2 separate regions of the Mus musculus genome follow, and region 1 is linked to region 2. The links are chromatin contacts, called in public Hi-C maps. All regions are on one chromosome and are shown on one strand. Each heading gives the region's core, a stretch centred on a gene start, on an enhancer-like site or on the middle of the called end of the contact. The rest is flanking DNA. Distances are from core to core; before and after follow the strand shown. Region 1 overlaps Elovl6 (ELOVL family member 6, elongation of long chain fatty acids (yeast)). Region 2 overlaps Enpep (glutamyl aminopeptidase).

Region 1 (7,102 bases), core at 2,915-5,414, 290 kb after region 2:
CCCCCACAGCACCTAGAGAGTCAGAATTGCTACACTTGTTTATAATAGAATCCCTGGCTTTTAAAATGTGTTCTCTGTCTCTCTCTCTGTCTCTCTGGTGTGTGTGTGTTTCATATATTATTCTGGCTTTGAAGTCTTGATCTTGACTCTGTCTCTGGTTTATCAGAGTTACAGGTATGTGTTGGTATGTGTTAGGAAGACTGCCCATCTTCCAAGGTAACACTTACTAAATGGGTATTTAATAAATATTTTATAATAAATAAAGTAAATCCGTTACATCCATTCTTCATATTGTTGTGTTCACACACACTGCAGTAAGTTAGATTTGCTGCTGATAATTCTGGAAAATATGCATCATGTTTATAAAACAGGCAGCTCTCAGAGAAAAGCTTGCTTATCTGTCCCTAAAGTGACGTGGGGATTTGGAAATCCCATAGCCGGTTTTGATCAACATAAACAATTTGAATAATTCAGGTTAAAAATAATCCACATGCGAACTCCTTTGCCAAGCATGTTGTCTCATAATGCTCACAGAAATCAGAATCAGCGCAAAGCCCAGAGCAGCCCACGGGAACAGGAGCGGTGTTGTGGCAGACATTTCCTAAGTGTTTCATTGTGTTTGCTTCACTGTCCAAGGTGCAGATGCTAATGAGTTAGGAAGCTTCCATTACTGAACAAATACCAATAAAACAAAACTGCAAATGGAGTTTCTGCCCAGAAGTGGGAGTTCAGCTGCTAACAATCTTGATTCTGGTGTGAACCGAAGTGCACGCTCACCTATGTTTGCATACACACAGCTCATGTACAAATACAGGCACGGAGCTGCCTTTGATACCTCAAAGTGATTGCACGTGATGTTCTCATATGCCGATCTAAGATGCCTGGGGCCTTTTAGACAGGTTGAGCCTCGGTGAGTACGTGGAGGGATTACTGTCCTCAGCTCACACGATACAGTTCCACTTCAAGTCAACTGCCAGAATGGATGATGGCCAAGCTGTTGGTTGATTTGACTTATTACTTATCACTTATTACTGTGTTACTTTCATTTTCCTAAGGGTTTTCATGGGACCTTTGTCCTTTCCTTTTTTCCTTGGTGGTGGTGGTGGGGGGTGGTGGTGGCAGAGGTTGCATCCTGGGCTTTTCTTAAGTTGATTCTAATATGCTCTGACTTGACTAACTTAAGAACTAATAAAGGCCAAGATACCCAGGAAATGTGTGCAAGAGTTTTGAGTTCTGTTTTCTTGCTCTTTCCCGTGGGTTAGGTCAAGTCAGTGTTTTTATAGGAGGCTGTATAGATGTTATTGTGTAGTGGGGTGTGTGTGTGTGTGTGTGTGTGTGTGTGTGTGTGTGCACGAGCTTGAGTGTATGTGGTGATTACTACAGAATTCTTGTGACAGGGTTTTATTTACGTTGTTCTGGGTATCATGAAGAATCAAGAAGCCAGGCCTTGATTAGAAGGTGGGGATTTCCTTCACAAGGTGTGTTTCAGTCACAAGTCCATGTAACCTAATGCAGACCTTGAAACCTCACTGATGGTGTCATGCAATCTCCCTTGTCTCTCACTCTCTCTTTCTCGAGTGTTGACTCACAATTCAAGATGACAACTGGCAGGAGCAGGTCTGAGTCAGACCAAGGCAGAGAAGCAGAGGACCAAGACTCACACACACCCACAAAAGGGTGTGTCGTCAATGTGAACATGTTTTCAAATGCTTTCTCAAAGGCATGCCAGCCAGCCACTTGTGCCTACGTTGTCATTGCTGCAGCTCTGTCATTTGGCTGTCTCCATTGTCATGAGGAGGAAAAAGCAAGGCTGAACTGTGCTGGTGGGGGGGAAGTTGAGTCAAGGTGAGCCTTCATCGAGCCTGCCCGGGAGCCATCGTATGGGGCAGTCTCTTGGAAGACTCAAGGACTTCTGAATACTCTTATTTAGCTGTCAAGAAGGAAGAGAGTTCCACCATGCCCGGTTTCAAAACATTTGTCTCTAAAGCTCCGTGGGAAGACAACTTTATAGATTAGTTCAATGTTTGGAAATATTCTAATGTGCTAATCCTACCTTGATAGACATTTGTTTCAGTGGTTTTAAATCAGTTTACAGAGCCCCTGTACAATCATCCCTCACCCTGCTCAGTGCCAGGTACCCACCAGTCAGCTTTCTGTCAGTTAGCAGTTGTGTGTCCCTAAGGAAATACAGAACACAGTACTAATATTTGATATTCACAAGTATTTACTTTCTTTTCTGGGAGAAAAACACCCTCAACCTTTTGCAAAGTACAATTCAGTTTCAAAAGAAACATCTATAATCCTTTCCTCGAAGTAGATCTGTCAAATAATGGAAGATGATACTCTATTTTTTATGAAAAAAAAAAAATTGGTGTTACGTTGGAGGCCCCAAGTGGGTTATCTTGCTCAGCAATCTCATATTTACCCGGCCCCATCTATCTAGCCTTTCTTGGATTTTTAAAATCATATCGCCATGTTGCTGAGGACTTTGTGTCTTGCTTAGGAATCTAGGTGGCAGTTTTCTTAGTCCAGAAACTAGCACCATTGACACACAGGGTGGAGACGTCCGACCCAGGATTAAACACCAGAACAAGTAAGGAAGTGTCAGCTTTGACCGGGTGCCCATTGCTCATTGGAAAATACGAAGTGTGTTTGCAGAAAGCACGTGTTGAACCTTATATACTTACACCTCTGTGCGGCATGAGATCCACTTCGCTGCCAGCTTCCCACCTGGAGTGTGCTGACCTGGAACTGTAACCAACTACACACACGGAGCTTGGCTTATCTAGCCTCCGCCTCAGCCACTGCTAGGCTTCTCCTATAAGAGTGCAGGCTTTTGCTTCCGTTTCATCCCTAAGTGATACCACAAGTCCAAGCCTCGATTCCTCGATGTAGAACCATCTGTTGACTTTCAACGGCTTAGTTTTAGATGGAAGTTTGTATGGTCCACTGAAGCTGTCTTATTTAGGGTTTCTGTTGCTGTGTAGAGACACCATGACTGGCAACTCTTATAAAGGGAAGCCTTTAATTGAGCTATAGTTCAGGGGTTTAGTGCGTTACCTTTCATGGCAGAAAGCATGGTGACGTGCAGGCAGGCATGGCGCTGAAGTAGTAGCTGAGAGTTCTACATCTGCAACATCCCCCTCCCCCAAGACTTCATTTTAATTCCTAGTCTTTTATTTTCATTGTTATTAATTTTATATAGGTAATAGTAACGTTTAACTTTATTATAAACTAAAATTGGCTTTGACTTGTGGTACAGTTGCATTATCTTAAAGCTAGACAATCTGTGTTATTAACATCCACGGAGGTATTTTTGTGGGTAGGCAGTAGGTTATTTTTAGAAATACTTAAGGCAGAGGTGCTTAGAATGTGTGAACACGAGCTGGCGGGATAGCTCAGTCATTGAGTGTTTGCCATGCAAGCAGGCATGGGATGCTGAGTTAAATCCCCATTGTCCATGTAGAAAGCCAGAAGTGACTGGTGTGTACTCTGGGGAAATAGAGACACCCTGCAGCTCACTAGCCAGCTGCCATTAGGCGAGCCTCAGGTCCCAGTGACAGACCCTGTTTTCGTCACAAAACCACTTAGCCTTATTTTTTTAGATTGAAAGTCGTGTGTCATTTGTTCGCACTATAGAGGGCTTCTTCTGGTAGTTTCATTTCTGCAGTGTCACAGAAGCTTCGCTCTGAGCATGCGCTTTATGTCTGAGCATGCGCTGTACGCCGTAAAGCCACCTGTGAGCTGTACTCCCTGCTGACTCTCAAAAGAAAACTCAAAATTTCCTCGTCCTTGTCTAGAATCCGCACATGCCGAGCAAAACCAGCTTGCTCGTGCAGCAGAATCAATGTGCCTGTAGTCAAGCTCTTGTCTAATTAAGAAATGATCTTGGCAGCTTTCTTAAAGAGCCGGGGTGGGAGTGTATGTGGAAGCCGAATGTTGATGCGGATGGACTCCTCGGTTGCTCTTGAACGTATAAATTGTTCTTTCCACTCAGGTTTCTCTTGCAAAGCCAAACCTGAACTTATGAGGCCACAGACAGCTGGGGGAAGTGGCTCGGTGGACAAAGCAGTTGCCATGCAACCATGGAGCCCAGAGTTCACATCCCAGAATCCCAAGTCGAAAAGTCGAGTGGGCGTGGTAGCATGAGGTCTCTCATGCCTGTGCTCAGGGGTCACTGGGGTCAAGCTGGCTAGCTTGGCCAGCTAAACCACTGAACTCCAGGTCCAGTGAGAGTCTGCCTCAGTAAATCAAGAGCGACTGAGAAGGAAAAGATCAGGTGGTCAGGCTTAGTGGCTAAGTGCCTTGTTGAACTGTCTTGCTAGCCCAACTGGCCGTTCAGGGTAAAAAGGTCTCTAGTCACCACATATACAGATCACTCTGCTCTGTGATAGGATGGGCTCCTGGAGGACTCGCAGCTGTAGCCAATGTTCCGATTCTCTGCCCTTCCCAAATCCAGCGAGCACAAAGCAGATACTTGTAGACCAGAGACCAGCCAGACCCTTTCATAACTCCAGAGTTCCTTGGGTTGTGTGACCTGGGTTACCTTGGAAGCTTCACTGCCCTTTCAACTTCTGTCCACATAAGGATCTATGCGAGTACACGGGCAAAGGGCAGATATTAAAAACCTACGAACATGAGTTTCGAAATGGCCAAAAGGTGACGTGCTTCTTGCAGTCAAGAAGCTGGTATTTGCCAGAGGTCATTTGGGTTCACCCACTGCAGTTACATAGAATCAAGGGCTGAGTTCTGGCCAATAGCTAGTTTGGGCCATCTGCCTACTGTCCGCCAGCTTGATAGCAAAGAGGCGGAGACCAGTGTTACACACCTTGTTAGCCTTGGAGAAGCCCTCCACCTGTCAGTGCAAGGCAGAGGAACCACCTTTGTAACATTGAAAGGTGGTAACCCAATACTCTACTCTGAATGGCCGAATCCACCGCAGCCAGCACTGGCTGCCTTCTGACTGGTCGTGAAAAGAACGAGCAGCTTGCTGTCTAGTTTCAGGACTGCAGATAATGTGTGTGGATAATTACCAGTACATCATGGGCCTTTTAACTTTTTGTTTGTTTGTTTTGTTTTTTTCGAGACAGAGTTTCTCTGTGTAGCCCTGGCTGTCCTGGAACTCACTCTGTAGACCAGGCTGACCTCAAACTCAAAATCTGCCTGCCTCTGCCTCCTCCCAAGTGCTGGGATTAAAGGCATGCACCACCACTGCCCAGTTTTTTAAGGCTTTTTTTCTTCTTTTTTTGCCTTTTAACTTTTGATTGAATCAACTGAATGGATACCTGCGACTCCCCCTCCTTACTGCCCCCCAGTAAGTAATTAAATATGTACAGGAGCCCCCCCCTTCCATGATAAATAGATAGGAAGGAGAAAGCTAAATTTTTTTTTCAGAAACACCTCCTGTAGAAGGCTAATAAGAAGCGTCCTTTGTTAGCATCTCTTTCTCAGTATAAAGGCTTGAAGTGGGTCCCTTTCACCTGAGCTCAGAACCTTGTGACTTTTTGTGCTGATTTTTTTTTTTCAGTTGTATGTGTGGGGGAGAGCGTGTTATCTGTCTGTGTGTGAGTTTGGGTGTGGAGGCCAGAGGACAACTTTTAAGCCTTCCACTGTGGGCTCTACAGCTCCAGGTCAGGCCATCCATTCATCCAGTTCGTGCTTTTATTTTACCTTGAGCCAGCCCCTCCCCGCTCCCCAACACACACACACACACACACACACACACACACACACACAAATTTCTTTGAATAAAATATTCCAATTACTGCGGTACAGTATCACACCGTTCCATTTTCAGGCTGATCAAAGTAATCGGCTTTGTTTTTGGCAAACCCTTGCCTACCGAAACACGTTCTGCCCTGCTGACTTGGGTGCCCTTTTGACTTTGCTGGCAGCGGAGGAGGACCCATTAGAGGACAGGCTGTGCATTCCTTCACAGCACCGATGTCAGTTATTGCTGTCCACGATGTCTCTGCTGACTTTAATAGTCACACTGAGAAAATATGGTAGGTGGTGTTAGGCCCCAAAGGAGTGGGCACATAGACAGTGTTTTCCGGCCTTGCTCATCAGTGCCCAGTAGAACTGCTGAAGCTGCCTGGGAAGCCACAGCAAGCGTTCCACAAATGTTAAAAAACAAAACAAAAAGCTAGTGGGGTTACAGGAACTTGCTGGACACTTTTAGCAACCGGGGAAAGGAAAAGCCATCATTTTTTTTAAAGCTATCTAGATTTAGAATCTAGTAAGTTTGAAGCACAGACTCAGAGTCAGCTTTAGCATAAATTATCCCACCCACTAATATATTTTCTTTTCTCTTAAAATATGTCCCCAGTGCAAGATTCTACTTTAGAAAGAGGATCTTGCTGTGTAGCCAGCCGTGGTTGGCCTGGAACTCACTTTGTAGACCAGGTTGGCTCCAAACTCCTAGATCTACCTGCTCTGTGTCCCGAGCTCTAGGATCAATGGGATGGTCTACACAGCAACATGATAGCTGTTAAATATCCAATATGTTATGTATTTATTTGTATAACAGAGAGCTACTTATGGGAAGTTCTGTGATATAAGACTCAGGGCATTCGAAATTAAGGAAGACATCTACAACTCATTGGAATGTTGACGAGGTGACAAGCATGATGACTTAGTACACAAAAGAGATTAAGTGCTCTAGTTGGTGTGTTAAAGAGAAATAATAGCACAGTGGTAATGAATAAAACAAGCAGAGAATCTGAAGGATGGCAAGTTAGAGTTTATGTGGAAGTAAATAGAATGATTGGTTAATAGCAAAAGATTGTGTTACATATAGAAATACCAATTTCTTATCCTTGTATAACTTCCTATTGAATTTTTTTTTTTTAGATAGAGGATTTTAGAAAAGCTAGAGATTACACAACAAATCAGTTTACGTAAGAAGACACAGACACAAACATCTGTGCAGTGTGTCCATTAAGTTATGTGTTGTGTTTTTTGTAGGTGCACAGGTGTTTGGTGTATATAAATGTTCCTGTGGTCATGTGCATATGGGTATTTGAGTTTGGTGGCACATATTCTACCGTGTGTGTGTGTGTGTGTGTGTGTGTGTGTGTGTGTGTGTGTTTAGAAGCCCAGA
Region 2 (6,649 bases), core at 1,204-3,703:
GTGCCGTAAGTCAAAATGAAGGAAGGCAGTGGCGCTACTGCTCTCTTCTAATTTTAGAATCCTGATATTGTACCTAATCTCCGCTGAGTAAAGAAAAAGATTTGGGAGCATAATATGTCCAAGAGCAGGAGCCAAGTAAATGAAGGCTGTTACATGTTATCTAAATTCAGCAGTATCAGGGGTCGTTCCTGAAGGTGTAACTAGTGTTCTGACTGTCTTACAGGCTCCATCAGTGCTAAATATGGCCAGTCTAATTTTTGCCGCTGACACTGACTTAATCTTCTATGATGGCACCCCTACTCCCAATCTTCTGTCTCTTAATGTGGAATGGGCACCCGGGGTCCTGATAGGAAGAAATCCCACAGACAGAGATGAGACATTTGAAGAGATGGCGGAGACCACAATATGACTCACATAGGGTTCATCTGAATGAGAGAACTTTCTGCTCTATGCTTCTCCTAATCTTGGATTAAGCAAACAGAAAGACACTCAGAAGAGGTCAGTCAGCCCACAGTGTAACCGAGAGCACAAAAGAGCAGCTTGGAAGAGGGAGGGCTAAGCCTTAGCCTAGGAAAGGGCCAGTCCCACCCACCCCACTGTGGGTGAAGGTGCTGCTTAGACATTCTTATTCACATATGCTAATTATACAAGATAGCAGGATGCCTGAAAGTATTTATTGCTGTCTAATATTTTGATAAGGAGAAACATGAGGAAAACTCGTTTCCGTTTGGAAATCTCTTGCTTCTTTGTTCAGCTACTATTGATTTGTAACAAATTGTTCTCAGTGAGGAAGAAAGAGCAGATTTTCTGTTTCTTTTCCTGTGAGTATATAATTCTATTTTATAAATCCAACACAAATAAATCTACTTTATGATAATTTTAGAGGCTAAAATTCATGCCTGTAGGAATCACAATAAGATGCATACAATATCTGGTTAAAAACTTAAGAAAAAGATTAAGTATCAATGCTACAACTGTAATCTCTTGCTGAATAAAATTTAAAAATTTATGGTAACAAAAAGGGATTTTATTCTTAATGATGTGTTTGGTTCACTTAGTTGTAATTTTTTTAGGGGAAGGGTCTGTATAGACCAGAATGGATAAACCAGGAGGTTTGTTTCTGGTTTGTTTGTTTGTTTGTTACTCCAATCCCTCTAGCTCAAACAAAGCAAGAGCTGTCTTTGCTTAATAAATCAGTGGCTACCCATGACAGGAGGAAACAATTACTGGGAAACCTGCCTAGTGGAAGGTTGTTTTGCAAGACAGAGGATGTTGCTGCCTTACTCACTGTAACATCCAATGCGCATGTTGTCACTGGAGGGAACTTGGGAAAATACAAATGTCATCTGTCAGTGTTCTCCCTCCGGTCCCTTGATTTCTCACTATCCTAGCCAATGTCTCCACCCTCTATTGTGGCTTGCATCCCTGTCCCAGGCTTTCCCTCCCTCTCCTTCCTTGCCCACCCCCCCAGTCTTCCTATGCAGCCTTGTAGCTAGTCTGCCTGCATTCAAATGAAGGTCCCATCACTTCCTCTCTGAGCAACCTTGAATGAGTTGCATAACCGCTTTCTGCCTCGATTTTCACATTTCCCCCCCATAAAATAGATCCAAAGATCCTCTCCTATCTGTGTGGTTTCCATGTGGGTCATCAGATTTGGCTGCCAGTGCCCTCCCCCACTAAGCCACTGACCCTATAATTTGTGCTTTAACTAGATTTATAAAAATATACAAGAAATAAAAATGTAGATGATACAGATTTGTACATCTTAGTTGAATCTTCATACTTTGAAATTACTAGTTTTGGGGTTTTTTTGGTTTGTTTTGTTTTTGAGACAAGATATCTTTATATATAGCCTTGGCTATCCTGGAACTCAATCTGTAGACCAAGCTAGCCTCAAATTCTTGAAATCTGTCTGTTTGTCCCCACTGGGTGCTGGGATTAAAGGTGTGTGCCACCACTGTCTGGCTTAGAAATAAAGTTTTAATTAGAAGTGTTTAGATGAACTTGGTCCCATGTATAAGTTTATGTGTTTTATATATAAGATAATTTGATTAAATTTCAAAGTGAAGTGCTGCTTAAATGGTCAGGGGAATTTGCCTTGGGCAATTTGTACATAAGTTCATAATTAATAAAAAGTTTGAAGAGCTGGTGCTGAAAACCCTAGGCTGTCACATCCCTTCCTTGGGCACAAGCTTCTGGCCTGGCTCTCCAGTTTAACTTGACTAACATTACCCAATATGTTCTACTTTAACCACGAGAGGCACGGGCTAGTTCCCTCATGTTACTACTTCTGTTTCCCTTTAACAGTAAACATTTTCAAAATAAAATCATTCTCAAGCTTCTCCCTGGGTCACACGTGGACCTCTAGGGGAGAGTCTTGCCCCACCTTTTTTGGTGTGACTGTCGTTCTGTGACATGCCACTAGCCACTGAGGGTTTCACAACCAGCTCTCAGTTCACAGAGGTCAATTCACAGAGTTTGTTCATTTCCATGTGATACACCCATGGGACCCAAGGACAAGCTACACACACTATCCCTGCCAGCTGGCAAGGATCCAGCTCCTGCCACACTGGGTCAGGTCCTATCACTCGCCCACAGACTCTGCCACTGTGCCTAGCTGTTCACCCCTTCTTCGGACACTAGGCTTTCAGGTTTGCCTTCTTCATAGTTACCATCTCGTTGTGTCAGTTTTACATTTTTGGAGAATTTCTCCCAAATTTACTTCATTGAAAATTTTAGTCTTCCTTCTGGGTTCTCAATTTGCCTTTCGAAGGCACTGTGTCTTGTACAATAAGCACATAGCTTTTTTTTTTTAAGTCTGAATATTTCTTATAATTTTCTCTTTCTTTCTTTCCCCCCTTTTTTTCTTCCCATTTTTGGTTCCTGATTAATGTCCGTAGAGTCGGGACTTTTTCATTTGTCCACCTGGGATTGTTTAAGCTTTCATGCTTAGCCATTTTTCATGTGTCTTCTAATTCTCCACTGTCTATTCATATTTAAGAAAGGAGAGTTGAGTTGATCACGTTGTTGTTCTGAGTCTGCATGTGTGATGTGTGCATCTGTGTGTGGGTGTGCATATCCACTTGTGTGGACGTGAGAGGATCCTTACCATCCACCGTATATGAGACAAGGTCTCTCTGTTGTCCACTTTCGCGTATGCAGACGGGCTGAGGATTCTGGGGAATGTCCTGAGGCCACTATGCGTCTTACCATAGAGGTACTGGGGCTGCCAGTGCGTGCTGCTCTATCTGGCCTCACATGGGTTCTAGGGATGCAAACTCGGACCCTCAAGCTTTCATGGCACGTCTGTTACCAACTAAATCATCTCTCAAAACGGAATTGATTACTCTTGAGGGCTTGGATGCTACCCCTTCTACAGAGGAGGAAGATAGGTTTTGGAAACAAGCCTCTCCCGTGAGCAGTCGTAGGGGAAGCCCAGCCCATGCTCCTTGCAAGGATGGCTTTGCTCCGGAGCCTCCACTGTGGAAGTCTTTGGCTGTCCTCTACTGTTTTAGTATATTTGGAAGGGGGTGGGGAACAAGCCATCTGGATTCCTGCCTGCTGTCACTGCCAGACTTCTGAGAGTTCTCTAACAGTGAGGGCAAGAGTGATGGGTGGGAATGAAGCGGAGGAGTAGGTCCGAAAGGCACAGCCTGGGCTCACTACTCAACCCATTTTTCAGATCCTCTGTATTCTTTATTGTGCACTGCACACTGTAAGTGCAGAGCCTGCCTAGGGAGGTCACTGTAATTATCTGTCAACATCTTTCCCAGTTCCCTTTGGACCATGATTTTCCCTTTAGCCTTTCTCCCAGCATTCCATACTGCCCACAGCCCCGCCCACTCATGTTCAACACCTGGCTTTATTTTTTTCCACTGCTTCCACTCTTTTATTCTTTGATGTCCATGTCCACATAGAAGATAAACGTGGGCAAACGCTCAGTTCTGCCACTTGGCTAGCCTTGACCTCTCTGTTGCCTAAAGGCTGTACCTTTACACTGTCACATGCCAATCATACCACGAAGGCAGGACCTAAGTGTACGAGCAGTATTTCTGCTGAGTAATTTCTCCTGTTCTTTTAAAGTGAGTCATCTTTACCCGAGCTCTGACGGTGGCTGCGAAGGATCAGCTTTGGAGTCCAACAGAAAGCGTTTCTGGGTGATGTTCTGCCTTCCACTCACAGTGACCACAGGATAACCCATCTGGCTAGTCCAGGTGTCCATCACTTCTTTCACTGGCAGATTGCTTGCCTGTGGTTGGGAGGACAATGGAGCTCCATTAGTTTGTAAATGCGGGGAAATTAAAAATAATTAGTGATATTAAAATGTAAATTGCTTCGGAATTGAGCGGACAAGGCCTTCCTCACCTCTTGCAGTGAATCCCAAAAGTCGGAAGTTTTTGCATTCGCGAACTGGAATTTTTTCAAGTAAATCTGTAAAAGATGAGTACTTTAAAGGCCAGTCTTCCTTCACCCAAACCTCCCATAACTGCTCCTGGTGTTTCCATGGCATGAGATAACATAAGCACACACACACACACACACACACACACACACACACACACAAACACCATCCAAGAAACAGCAGTGACTTTCTTGCAGTAAAACATCATTTCCAGACACTGATATTTCAGTGCTGTTTGATTTTCATATGATTAAGTATTGTTTCCATTTTTCAGCCGTCTTAAAGGTGGACACTTCCTCAGTTCTTGAACTTAAATGCTAGTGGGTCGAATTTGCCATGCTAAGGAAGAGAACAGGCATGAAGTCTTTTGAATAATGATCAAGGTGGTTATGAGTAGATAGGAGAAGTTACTCACTTAGGAGAGCAAGTCTTTATTCTTCAAATACTTTTAAAACATAAATCTTTTAAATAGAAAGCTGTCCCTTTGGAAGTTTTGCTCACAAGATCTCTGCATGGGAATTTCAGAAGCACTGAGACAGCCCCCCACCCCCACCCTGAGAGCTATCTCAGTCTTTCCTCATCCCTTACCTGGCCAGTGCTGGGGGGTTGGTCTTTGGAGACTTGCCAGTGTTTCTGCTCTCTCCCTGTCCTGTGCGATTTAATGTGTGGGAATCTTACCTAGAAATCAAACTTTTCAAGTGTTCCCAGGGCGTAACTTTGTATATAACATTTAATCTCTAAGTTGCTTTAAAGTTTCAGGAAGCACTATATGTAGGTCACATTATCTTCTATATTCTTCTTTGTTCTGGGCACTTAGAAATAAAACAAACTTCCAATCCCAGAACCCCTCCAAACATGGCTGAGGCTGCCTTGGAATCCTGCCCCTATGTTAATTCTTTTGGTTAACTCACTACTCAATACTACCACCAGAGGGCAGACAAAGGAAGGAAGAAGTGTGTTTCTGATCTTCATTCCAGACTCTTAGTATATAGTAACACTTAGTATATAATAACAGTTCTAACTGTAGCTACAGGTTAATACCATCTTCTAGGGAGCAATGCCTTCATAAAAGCATCGTAGAGGAGTTCATTTGCTCAGTGGGTTGTGTTTTGTTTTGTTTTGTTTTGTTTTGCTGATTCTTGTTTACTTTTGAGACAGAATTTCCCTGTGTAGTCCAGGCTGGCCTTGACCTTGTGTCTATCTTGCTAAATATTGTTTGTTTGTTTGTTTGTTTGTTTGTTTGTTTGTTTTTTGGACACTTGCAACATTTTTTCAGCAGAGAAATAGGCAAGCCATCTTGGAACTAGATAGGGCCTTAAATATTACTTAATATAATGCTCCTGTTTTTGTAATGAAAGAAATGGCCCTGTGTCCTTGGAGGAAGAGAGGAGTGTCTGAGACTGGTTAGCAGGAATCTGACTGCTGGATCAATGTGTGGGTATTAGTTTGGCTTTTCCTCCTCTTCCTCCTCCCCCACCACCTCCTCCTCCTCCTCCTTCTCCTCCCCCTCCCCCTCTCCTCCTCCTCCTCCTTCTCCTTCTTCTCCTTCTTCTCCTTCTTCTCCTTCTTCTCCTTCTTCTCCTTCTTCTCCATTGCAGTTTATTGTTTCTCATGAAATATAAGCCAGATTGAATCTTACATAAACAGTACCAAAAAGTACCACTTTTATCTTTGCCAGGTCAGTGCTTCCTAATAGTCAACACTCAGAATTTCCTTTCTTCTCCTTATCACAGTCATGTTAACTTTTGAGTCTAAATCACATGACAAGCCAGGCCATAGCTCCCTCGTTAGCTGGTACTGGTGAGCACAGACGGAAAAGGAACAGTGTGTGCTGTTAGTGTCCTAGGAAGGAAAGGCCTTCCCAGATCAGCCATTCATCTTTACCCAGGTAATAGTAGAACAAGAGAAGATAGATACATTTCTCATACATTTCTTACTAATGTCTCACCATCTATTGCACCTTTACAATGCGCAATTGTGGCCCAGGAGTCTTTCAGTGAATGACAGCATCATTCTGTTGTGTGACGCTGTACTTGGTAAGACGAACACAGAAAAGGAGACAACTGGTCGACCCAAATTTCAGAGTCCCACTTTTCCTAATGGAGAATCAGCCTGGGTAGAAAGCTAGAATTTATAAAGGAAAGTCCTTGAACGCCAGTTTCCCAGACCATGGGACTTTGGGGCAACAGCCATGGTGTGATGACAGGTGTGTTCAAGGGTGAGTCAGGTGACAGGGTGAATGTCCCA

The links. A called contact is a pair of places that touch in the nucleus more often than the background predicts.
Region 1: a Hi-C map of liver shows a contact between it and region 2, with 2.4 times the contacts expected there. The contact joins two enhancer-like sites. A contact is called at or near these places in 2 of 15 datasets of contacts at CTCF or cohesin (large pre-B cells and pro-B cells), 1 of 484 Hi-C or Micro-C datasets (liver), 5 of 115 datasets of contacts at active chromatin or transcription factors (DN3 thymocytes, the NIH/3T3 cell line, astrocytes and 2 more) and 1 of 9 other capture datasets (embryonic stem cells).

The regions. Positions count from the first base shown.
Region 1 is chr3:129,587,312-129,594,413 of GRCm38.p6, forward strand. All of the region lies in intron 2 of Elovl6 (ELOVL family member 6, elongation of long chain fatty acids (yeast)), which reads left to right. Among named protein-coding and RNA genes, the nearest start is that of Gm35986, 58 kb to the left of the region's middle. Within about 2 kb of position 4,165, at least 80 of the 459 cell types and tissues checked have an H3K27ac peak or open chromatin away from gene starts, as enhancers often do. A contact at or near this core is called in hepatocytes and liver, where this site is marked.
Region 2 is chr3:129,294,733-129,301,381 of GRCm38.p6, forward strand. It overlaps Enpep (glutamyl aminopeptidase), which reads right to left. Exons shown (of 20, transcript NM_007934.3): 9 at 4,366-4,431; 10 at 4,098-4,249. Among named protein-coding and RNA genes, the nearest start is that of Enpep, 35 kb to the right of the region's middle. Within about 2 kb of position 2,454, at least 18 of the 459 cell types and tissues checked have an H3K27ac peak or open chromatin away from gene starts, as enhancers often do. A contact at or near this core is called in hepatocytes and liver, where this site is marked.